Regions from separate parts of the Sus scrofa genome. Here region 1 is linked to region 2. Evidence: chromatin contacts called from public Hi-C data. All regions are on one chromosome and are shown on one strand. Each heading gives the region's core, a stretch centred on a gene start, on an enhancer-like site or on the middle of the called end of the contact. The rest is flanking DNA. Distances are from core to core; before and after follow the strand shown.

Region 1 (2,790 bases), core at 18-2,517, 330 kb after region 2:
GCAAAATAAAAAAGTTCCAAGTGAATGATCCTTTAGGGTAGAAAAAGGTTAGCTGTGAATACGCTTGTGAAATATACTGTGGAGGATTCTCATTCTGAGATTATGATCGTTCTTGCCTCCAGGTTCAAGTGTTGCTCAATCAGCAAGGTGCTCAATTCACAGTGATTGCGGCGCATTTCCTCGTTGATCAGGAAAATGCGTAATCTCAGCCTAGACACATTTACCATAAAAATGAATATACGAAATAGGATTTTTGATTTAAATTTTCCAGTTGCAGCATATCGAGAAAAATATATGCAAGAGAAGATTCTGTTTGAAAAGCTCTAATTCAAATAAGTCCAAAAAGAACACATCTCTATGTACCTAACGCTGTCTTGCCATTAGATAGCAAGCTTTTCTCGCTCAGAGCCCTTGTCAATTTGATTAAACTCACAAACACGTGGCTGACTCCGCCCCTTTTAAAAATACTCTCTAGCCGAGCCGGAGGATGACTGAGAAGCATGTGGCTTTGTTTCTGTGAGTGGGTCCTTTAACAGAGCAATCAGAACACACAACACTAGCTAGAGGCGAATACGTTTAAATTTAATACCCCACAACTGAATTGCCCAAACGCAGATCATTGCAGAGAGGAATTCAGAAGAATGCAAATTCAAGTCCAGAATCCAGAATACCCTTCCAGCCATGGGCATTTTCAGTTTAAAAATGGGCCTCATGAAATATGATACTTATTTGTAGTGTCGTTTTAAAAGGCTAATTTTGGAAGCCGCTCTGTTTTCTGCATATTCTCTTTCCAAGATTAAAGATCCTTCAGGTGAAACACTTGATAGAAAAGAACGGGACCCTGGGTGTGTGTGTGTGTGTGTGTGTACACACATGTACGTGTCTCTTGCAACGGTAGAGGAAAAAAGGTCCAATGAAATTCCAAAACAGTTAATTCAGCCTAGACCTGGCCCGGATGACCAACTCTGTCCTCACGAGACAGCCAGGCCGTTAGCTGGCCCAGGCGGCTGGGAAGCGAGTGGGGACCAAGCGGCCTTGCAGCCCGGCGGCCACGCTTACAGATGGCGCAGGTCCCCGCCGGACCGAAGCTGGAGCTGGCGGTGGGGTGGGGGAAGGTCGCCCCGCAGCTCACGCGGGGCCCAGAGCCCTAGCTTCCTGCAGGTTCCGCCGGCGTCCGGCGGGGCGGACGCGCTACCATAGCAACGGCGGCCCGCCCCCCGCTTCCCGGCGCCGCCGCGCCACGCAGGGTGGGATGGGGCGGGGCGGCCGTTGCTAGGAAACCGGCGGCGGCCTTCCGCCTCCGCGGCGCAGTCTCTAGGCTTCCACCCTTCACCTACTTCAGCCCAGCCCGGAGGGAAGTGGGGGAGGGTCGGAGCGGCGGGCGAGGAGCTACATGGTGGCCCAGGGCCCGGGCCGTCCTCCTTTGAGGTCGACCCTTCCGGCCGGGAAGACGTCCTCTCTTCATTTGGCTTGTGTCCTGTGCCCGCAGAGGAGAAATGAACGGAAACACTTCGGCATTGCCTCTCCCGGGACTGGCTGTGTAAGGACAGTGACGTCCCCAAACTCCGCTGAGGACCTTTATCCGCCTTCTGAAAGGAACCCTTTTTTGAGCTTTACTAGGTCGAGGAGCAATGTTAAGCACTTGGCATACATGAACTCATTTTCTGTGCTGTGAAGCAGGAGCTAGTACCTTCATTTGAACATGAATAAAATGTGGCTACGGTCGGAGAACCGGTTGGCGTGGAGCCAGAATTTGATGTCCAGTCTTGCTTAACTTCAAGGTCCCTGCTTTTTTTTTAAATAGTTAAGTGTCCTCCGTCAGCTGCCTCTTGGCTAGCACATCGTCCCGTCCTTTGCCATCCAACCAACACACCAACTGGGACACGCTGTCTGGAAATGGTCTGACAAGGAGATGGAGAAGCTGAAATCGAGGTTGTCCAGAAAACCTGGCACATAGAGTTTACACTGATTTATCATCGATAATTTACAGATGTCCCAGTCTGTAATGTAGCAAGGGAGTTGCAACTTAGGGTTCTCAGATTCTTACTAAAGGAAGAGAATCTAAACCAAAGAATTTGCCAAAATCCAGATCAACTTGTTGTGTGTATCCCATGGTGGGCTACGTATTGTGGGAGATTAAAAGATTTCCCCCCCCCAAACAGGGCCTGTGCACAGAGAGTTTATTTGCTATTAGGAAACTGTCTTGTTTTGTCTTGATTCTTGATTGTGCAAGTAATTTATTAAGGACAAGCTTCCAGAAGACACAAATAAGGGAAGCAGAATAGGGCAGGAGGATAAGGCAAGCAAGGCAGGAATGTAAGGTCAAGTTCCAGCCTCAGCTTGATCCAGAGGCAGCTGTGGGGCACAAATTACACAGAGAGTTGCTCGGCCCTGAAGCAAGGGAGCTGGGTTTTTACACCCCTGCTCTTACCAGCCCCTGGCGATGGGCCTTCCTGAACACCCAACACTTCCAGGGTGAGTCTAGGTGAAGGGACTCTAATAGATTAAGGGTAGTTCTTTGAAGGCTGGAGGTGTGAGCCATTAGGAGAGAAGCACCCGGAAGCTAGAGGATGGGGACGGTGAACAAGTAAAGGGGGTCTGAGAGGGTTTGGGCAAAGTACCAAAAGCATACACTACAGTCCACCCCTTGCAGCATTCAGATTCACATGTTCCCTGGTTAAGTTTCCATCTTGTCCCAGCTTATTCAAGATTCTAACTGGTCACAAATCTAGTGGGACAAACTATAGCTCTTGCCCCTGCAGCTGGTCCCAAGGTTATAACTAAAAATCG
Region 2 (2,700 bases), core at 27-2,526:
ACACAGGCATGCTTCATTTGATTGTGCTTCACTTTACTGCTCTTTGCAGATAATTGCATTTTTTTTTTTTTTTTCACAGATTGAAGGTTTATGGCAACCCGGCATCAAGCGAGTCTATTGGTGCCATTTTTCCAAAAGCATCTGCTCCCTTCGTGTCTCTGTGTCACGTTTTGGTCATTCTCACAGTACTTCAAACTTTCTCATTACTGTTATATTCACTAGGGTGATCTGTGGCCCGTGATGTTAGTGCTACGACCCACGGAGGGCTCTGATGATGGTATCTTTCACGATAAAGCGGTTTTCAGTTAAGGGATGTACACCGTGTTTTTAGCCGTAGCACTACTACACTCTTAAAAGACAGGCGCATAGGGGAAGCATAACTTTTATATGCACCAGGAAATCAAAAATTTCCTATGACTCGCTTTGTGGCGCTACTGCCTTTACTGCAGCGGTCTGGAACCGAACCCGCAATATCTCCAGGGTCTGCCTGTAATCCTACCAGTGCTCAAGAGCCTACATTCATGACTTCATTCATTTCGCAGAAGTTGGGCATATCGGGGGGGGGGGGGGGAGTGAGTTTTGTTTTATTCCGCATCAAAGAGGCGCATTAGAGAAATTCAGGTCGGTCTGCTTCTGACTTTGACTTCAACAACAGCGATGACAGAAAATTCCACATCTAAGAGGTGAGGGTAAGAGGGGGTTAGAAAGAGGGAGCTTCAAAGGGCTGCAATAATACAATTCCATTGGTGCTACCGGATGCGCAATCCTGCCTTTCTCGAGAACAGCCCACGAAAGAGCTGGGAGGAGGCACTGCTCAAGTGACGGGGCCTCAGAGTGTCAGGCCCGGGTCTCTGGCCAGAACACCTCCTTGCAGGATCCGCCATAAAAATCTGTGGACACAGATTCGAAAGTACAAAGACTCACGACCATCTTTTAGCAGGTAGGAAAGGACACTGCTTGGGTGACTTTCTTCTTGAGGGATGAAAGGAAAAGAGTGAGATTTCCTGGGAGAAAGAAGGAAGATCTGGAGCAGGGAGGAGACGGGCTTTGTTCTCATCAAAGAAGAAAAGAATGTAGGAGAAAAAAAGAAAACTAATGAGCTGCCGCCAGGAGATTTAAGCACGGATTATGTATCTGGTGGAGAATGCGTACAATTGACTGTTTTGGCCGGCCTGCGGTGAAAACTTTTCCCACTATGATTAGGGAAGGGAGAGCCAGAGTGCCTTACCTTTCAAGTGCTCTGTTCTGCACTAAGTGTTCAGAGGAGGTTTCTTTTCAGTTAGGAGCAGAGGGAGGCTTCTTTTCAAAGGAATAATGAATGAGACAAAGCTGGAGCGATTCCTGGCCCGGCACCACCTCAGGCACATTTGCATGTTCCACAGCAGCTGCAAAATGTGTAGTCTTCTGACAATATTTGGTGCTTTGGAGTCAACAGCTTGGAATTTATAACCATTCCATCCCAGAGTAGACTGATGGGTCTCTTAGGCTTCAAGAGTGACCCGATCCAAAGAGTCAGGCTTTGTGACACCTGGAGGTACACCAGGGCCTCGGCAGACAGATGGGAAAGGAGATGAAGGCCAGAAATACCAACGCTGCAAAAATCACTGAATTGTCACTAGAGGGGAGGGCTACAGGGCACTTCTCCCTCCCCCTCCATATGCCCTTTGCCCCGACTAAAGGGAGGGAGGGCAGCCAATGACCCCTGAGCAACCAGGAGAACATTATTTTGCACTTACAATCTGAGCTCTGCCTTCGAAGGGAGATCATTGATAAATATCTTTTGGGTAAAATCCGCATGCAGGGTTAAAGCACAGGGAAAGAGAACTCTAAAGGAATCTGGGTATTCACAGATCCTACATCTAGTGGAAACTACAGAAGCTATAATATATAAAGATGCCCTTCAATGCAAATGAATAGATAGGGGTCAAGTTGGGAGGCCGCATGCGTAAAAATGAGACTATACAATTATCAAGAGAAAGTCTTGGGATGGTGAGGAAAATCAAATTAAAATGCACTGATTTTCCTGTGGGCCAGGCACAAATGCATTTGATGCCGCCTTTTGATACTTAATTTAATGCCCATGGCACCCTTTTGAGAAAGGTATTCTTATGTCACAATAGCCATGACAAAAATGGAAGCTCAGAGAGGTCAGGTTAACTTGGCCGAGGTCACAGTTAGAACCCAGGCTAGGTTCTAACCTGCAGCTCGTCCTGAGATTTACTGGGGTTTGCTCTGGGCCTGGTTTGATGACAGTCAGCCTGCAGGAGCTGGGAGGGAGCACAGGGATGGGCCATTGAGGGGTTCTCAGGCTGTCCTCCACCGTGTGCCCTCCTGTACATGAGGAGCTGAGGCCTGGGGAGGCAGAGGACCTGCCCAAGGGCACTGAAGTTCATCAGAGCCTGGGCCAGGATGGGGCGCCTTGCCTGACTGCTGGTCTACCTCAGGGCCAGACTCAGGGGGCAGGGCAGGGCTGAGGATGCCAGCGCCTCATTTCAAAACCTTCAGATCTGTACATCTTTTTCACTTTTCTCCTTCTTGCTGTTGTTCCAGACTTGCCTCAGAGGACATCACAGCTGTTGCATCTGTCCATCTGCCCCCAGGACCAGCTGGGGACCACTCCACCGCAAGTGCGGCCGGACCTGAGGCCAGGGACAGAGCTGGGAGCCTGAGGAACTCGCCAAAGCCCATCTGGACAGCACC

Evidence for each region. A called contact is a pair of places that touch in the nucleus more often than the background predicts.
Region 1: a contact with region 2 is called in a Hi-C map of liver, with 1.5 times the contacts expected there. The contact joins two enhancer-like sites. A contact is called at or near these places in 1 of 47 Hi-C or Micro-C datasets (liver) and 1 of 2 datasets of contacts at active chromatin or transcription factors (alveolar macrophages).

What each region holds. Positions count from the first base shown.
Region 1 is chr7:111,535,289-111,538,078 of Sscrofa11.1, forward strand. No RefSeq gene overlaps it. Among named protein-coding and RNA genes, the nearest start is that of FOXN3, 200 kb to the left of the region's middle. Within about 2 kb of position 1,268, at least 76 of the 83 cell types and tissues checked have an H3K27ac peak or open chromatin away from gene starts, as enhancers often do. A contact at or near this core is called in liver, where this site is marked.
Region 2 is chr7:111,209,290-111,211,989 of Sscrofa11.1, forward strand. The region is part of intron 3 of FOXN3 (forkhead box N3); the gene reads right to left. Among named protein-coding and RNA genes, the nearest start is that of FOXN3, 130 kb to the right of the region's middle. Within about 2 kb of position 1,277, at least 8 of the 83 cell types and tissues checked have an H3K27ac peak or open chromatin away from gene starts, as enhancers often do. A contact at or near this core is called in liver, where this site is marked.